Regions from separate parts of the Oryzias latipes genome. Here region 2 is linked to region 1. Evidence: chromatin contacts called from public Hi-C data. All regions are on one chromosome and are shown on one strand. Each heading gives the region's core, a stretch centred on a gene start, on an enhancer-like site or on the middle of the called end of the contact. The rest is flanking DNA. Distances are from core to core; before and after follow the strand shown.

The links. Hi-C and Micro-C count contacts between places; a contact is called where the count stands out from the background.
Region 2: a Hi-C map of gastrula embryo shows a contact between it and region 1, with 1.7 times the contacts expected there. The contact joins the promoter of LOC101162485 here to the enhancer-like site in region 1. A contact is called at or near these places in 2 of 5 Hi-C or Micro-C datasets (embryo and gastrula embryo).

The regions. Positions count from the first base shown.
Region 1 is chr20:13,017,639-13,020,270 of ASM223467v1, reverse strand. It overlaps ofcc1 (orofacial cleft 1 candidate 1), which reads left to right. Exons shown (of 24, transcript NM_001122920.1): 6 at 343-426; 7 at 2,525-2,632. Among protein-coding and RNA genes, the nearest start is that of ofcc1, 12 kb to the left of the region's middle. Within about 2 kb of position 1,325, at least 1 of the 8 cell types and tissues checked has an H3K27ac peak or open chromatin away from gene starts, as enhancers often do. A contact at or near this core is called in gastrula embryo, where this site is marked.
Region 2 is chr20:13,132,289-13,134,920 of ASM223467v1, reverse strand. LOC101162485 (transmembrane protein 14C) reads right to left here and starts at 1,327. Exons shown (of 5, transcript XM_004080976.3): 1 at 1,196-1,327; 2 at 660-747. The coding sequence starts at 1,312.

The DNA of each region.
Region 1 (2,632 bases), core at 76-2,575:
GCATGTTATAATGAAACCTGGCTATTAATGGAGAAGCCATTTCACCTGTATCTTTTGGATATCACTGCCGTGTAATACCAAAGGATTCACCAAATCAAATCTCATCACAGCTTGACAGGTTGGCTAACAGGCATGTTAATGCTCCTATTTCATTACCCCTCTGCATGCACTTCATTTTCACCCCTCTCCAGCCACAGCTAATATCTCAGGTTTGCATGTTAAGATGTGCTTTAGATTGACTTCTCTGATAAGTACAAAGTAATTTTGAAGCCCGCTAATGCATGTAATTTGCCATCACTGCTGAAGATACTCTAATTTCTTTGTAATTGTCTTGATTTGTAGCAATACTGAACGCAGATGAAAACAGGCTGTACGAAAGGATGGCTGCCCTGCTGGAGGACGATGACACTTCTTTAGACATACCTGGTATGTATCTCTTTATAGTGATGCACATTCATAATGAGCTGTAGGTTGCTTAATTTAAACTAATTCAAATTTTATGTCAAGCAAATTTTGAAATGCTAAATCAACCACCTCTAAACGTCGTTTGTGCTCAATTTTTATTTTTATTTTTTGACACAATTCTAATTTAAATCTATTTTAACAGTGATTAGGTCAGATTTAGCCAGCTCCACTATGGGGTGCAGGTAGAATATCAGGGGTGCACGTCTGGGTGTGCTGAGACTTTAGGGTGTCCTATCCCTCCAAGCCTCTAAAATGTGGAGAAATCCATGATGTCATCATATCAGTTCATCTATCCACACACTGTAGCTATGTCTTATAGGTTGTATGTTTATTGATCTTCCTAACCTCTGAATTTACCGGGCTTGGGACCAGCACAAGTAGGGCACTTGTTTGTGGCCTGTTGAGGCTGCATTTACTTTTATTTTTCCAACTGCCTGTCTGTCCATCCTTATGTTTACTTCATTTGAATTGTGTGGGTTTTTTTTATTGTTGCGTGCTTGTTTATTTGTTTTTTGCATTTTTTAAGCTAATTTTGGATTTTGCAGGCCAATTTGAGAGGACAGTCATTGCATGGCCCCTGTGCCCATGTCTATAACAAGCTATGACAGAGGTGCAGATTCTAAACCAAATCAATACATTTCTTTTAATTGGAAAAAACTGAGAGTTAACATTAAAAAATCCGTTAACTTGAGGAAAAATTTTATAAGGACAAAAAACGAATATAAACAAGATATTCTGCAGGAAGTGGTGCCATAATAAAACAAATGGTAAACTAGAAAGAGGCTCACATGTGCTTTCCAGGCACAGCCATTGTCTCACAGTAGGCGTGTCTTCCCTCATTAGTTTGGTGAGAAGGCCAACACTGGGAAGGTTGAAGCTTAGCATTGTTCTGTGTGAAGACAGTCGTACCAGATCCTGTTGACATAGCGCACATCTCCCTTGTAATTCCCGCGCACAAGTGATGGGTTTAGGCCAGCTTCAACACGCTAGAATTTAGTAGGCTTGTATTATTTTCTATTGTTTTGGATTTAGCTGTACCAGCGAGATTAGCAGCCCTATTCATTGTCTCCGAATGTTCATGAAATCCCACAGTGAAAGTAAAGAGGATCTTGGATTAACAGTTCCAGGCAAAAAGGCAGGAAACAGGAAAAGAGAGGCAGGAAAAGAAAGAGACAGCTCTTCTGTAATGGAGTCCAACTCCTGTGACTGCCAGTTAGCACTTCAGTGTTTAAGACAATTACCTTAAGCAGTTGTACGAATGCCCCCCACCGGTACAGACTGCTACGTTCTTTGCAGGGGTAAACCGGCTCGGAGGTCCAAATGAACCAAATGCATTTTTTTACTTTTGTTTCCAAATTTACACACATATTTGGCTAAATGTATGGCAGAAAGCACAAACATGGCTAAGACAGTTAAATGTACATTTAAGGAAATTATTGTTTTATCCTGCATGTTTCCCCAAATATATCTTGTCCTGCCTTCCTTTGACTTCTTTTGTTTTTAAATGGATATCTTCAAATATAAACTGGCCCCACTGTACATCCAATAGAAAATAAAATTGAATAGAAACAGAGAAACACAGAAAAAAAAAATTACAATATTCACTCAAAATATTTTTTTCAATGTAAAAAAATAGTAGTATGAAACATCTATCTTGTGTGAATAATCGTACTTAAAAAATATATTTAAAGCAATTTTCCAAAGTATATTTTATGAGTACAATAAACAGATCTATTAGATTATTTTTAAAATTATATTTTAAAAATATATACTAAAAAATACTGCTTATATTAATGTAAAGATATGCAGTGTGCAGTAGAATATAAAAGTGATTTTTATTTATCTGTATGTTTGAAAGGGTTACTATTGCTCTTCGTAATTAATAAATCAGTTTTAATGCTTATCAAAAGAACCCAACTGTGTGAATGTGTGTGTTGCTGCTAAATATGCTCATCCATCAGTTTGGAAATCCAAGTGCTGCTGATGTTTGTGAAGGCACATAGATGTGTGTGTAGTAGTGTGTATGAGTCTGCTTACTCACTGATGCACATCTCTCCAGGTACACTACAAGCCTCCAGGGATGATGAGGTGTTGGAGGTGAAGGCGGGTGATCTGCTGCTTCAGCGGCGACTGCTGCTCCACAGTGGTGGTGATGCCTCGGGCTCTG
Region 2 (2,632 bases), core at 78-2,577, 110 kb before region 1:
TTCTAGCTCACAGCCCCGCACAAACCCCCCGTCTAACACTACTGGGGCAACAAAAATGGCGAGCAAAAGCGAAGCTTTCCGGCCGTACAGTTTTGAGCCAGATGGCAGCTTGTATGACGAAAACAAAACGTACATGGATCTAGTTGTTAACAAGTGGATGCATCAGAATGGAGAAAGTAGAGCTCGTGGCCTGACCAGCGAGTTTTCTGTCACAAATAGGGTCTTTTTTAGTAAGAATTTGAATAAAGAAATACTTAGAAATGCAACTTTAAGCTTTATTTTCTTGATATATTTCCTCCATCATCAGAAAAACAAAATAAAGTCAAAAAAACCCAAAAGAAAAAGCAGAAAACTGATCTTCATTTTTAGAATGGAAAACAAATTATTGTTTCATAGACTGCTAAGCTGATCATAAGGTTCACAAAAAAGTCTAATTTGATGCAATCCCAAATAAATATAAATAATATTTTCTATGTGTATATTTAACAGATTAGGAAGAATTTCAAGTTGCACATTCATTTACCAAAAGAAACATATTCAAAGATCCTTAATGTGTGCTTTCACTTAGCGGTACATCCAGATTATATCATCCAACAAGGAAACAAACAGCCAGGAAAGGCTGGATCACGTGTAACCAGGTTAAGACCGGCTCATCTCACCTGCTTTCACATAACCAATGACTCCCCCGGATGCCACAAGAGTGGCATATCCATATCCCACCCAATCCACAGACATGTTGTTGGACACCTGTCAGGAACACAATATGTTCAGTGACGTCACACAACAAGCATCAACAACGACTTCATATTACTCACAAAGGCACAAATATCCTTAAAAAGGCGGTCTGGTTCGTTCAAAACAGAGTCATTATTACACAAAACAAGCTGAACAAGAAACAGCTGCACAAACATGCTAACACGAGGATGTTTGTCAGTCTCGGTGACACTGACGTGTAAACTTACAGGGATGTAAGAAGTGTGTCTGCTCTCAGAGATAAGGCTAACTAACTGTTGGAGTCCAGAGCCAGCACCAGCTTGAGTAGCAGATTTACTTATTAGCACACAATGTTAGCTAACACGGCACACGAGGCACGAGCGTCATTGCGTAAAGTTATGAAATACCAATTTCAACGAAACGAGACTTTTCTCAAGTAATATAAAATAAAGAAGAAAAATGGGGAAAGGGGGGTTACAACCTTACTCATTGCGTTTGCCCTCTGCCTCCTCAGCCACGACTTGTTCTTGACCGAGCACAAAATAATGCTGCACGTGAACTCTTTCTGTTGGTTGATGGGAAATGTAGGCTGTTCCATATGAAGGCGTTGACCGAACCAACAGAGGATGAACTCCTCGTAACATCAACGAAATTGATTTCAAATGCTGGTCTGGACTGTTGCGACCATAAAAAGGAGAGATACTGCAATAAACTGAGTTTACTGCATTACAATTAATATCGGGGACTGTGTAAAATTGTTAGAATTGGATATCCCACATGGAGTGGGTCAGTGGTTCTCTACCTTTTCTCAGGATGAATACTAGACCTACTTAACAAAATGAGGTTCCTGAATGGGGTCCTTATTGGGTGATTATCTTTTCATCAGATGTCAGATGCTCTCATGTTTAACCTTTGGAATGAGTAGTCTGTTATAGTGTACTACAAGTACACTTGGTCTAAAAGTATAGATACTTTTAGTTCCCTTTTGATTTACTATCTTTAAATTGTAAACCTAAAATGTTCCAATTTAGTCGGAAAAACTTGAAGAATGCAGTTTTACTCGTGTGGTCTATAGGGCATTTTGTTTTGAAGAAGAAAGACAAAACAAAACTGACAACTGAATCAAACTTATTAGTTTGATCATTTCTCTTGTGCAAAAACATTTCATTGAATAGGTGATGTTCATAACCTGAGAAATCTGAATGAGGCTCATGAGTCTTTAGATTATAAATAGATACAATACTTTACTAATTTATATTTAGAACTTCAAGATCCAGTAGCAGGTTATTTTTTGATTAATTTGCATATTCTGCATCTTCTGCTGTAACTCCTGCCACAAACCTCCCAGATGGAGACTTCATATCAAATACCTGGACTTGGCTCTTATCAATTTACCCTTTTTTTTTTATTCCCCAACTTTATCTTTTAAAATGTAGTATTATTTTTGAAAGCTTTTTTTTAAATTCCTTTAAAATTCCGTTTATAATACCAGCTGTGAGCACAAATGTTACATTTCACTGCATCTCCAGCACAGGGGTTCAGATGTAAAGAAGAGCTGCAGGGAGGACATAAAAACTGTCAATTTATTAAAAAATGCTAAGCAATTATAAAAACTGATGCAATGAGTAGATATTAGGGACTCAGCAAGATTAATTAATTTTTATTTATTTAAAAAAAAATATTTGTCTTTTGACCATAATTGATTATTTTCTTCTACAAATTCAGTTTAAATTAAGTTTGGGCTGAATTTAAGAGAGGGACGTGGACTCGATAAGTTGTCAAACTTCATCCAAAAGCCTTTTTGAACTTTGCATATGGTCATTTATAATTATACTTCTGTTAGATGTTTATTTTTTATCTTATCAGTTTGAAACAAAATTAGAATATATAATAGGTATTATTAACAACAACATTGTCG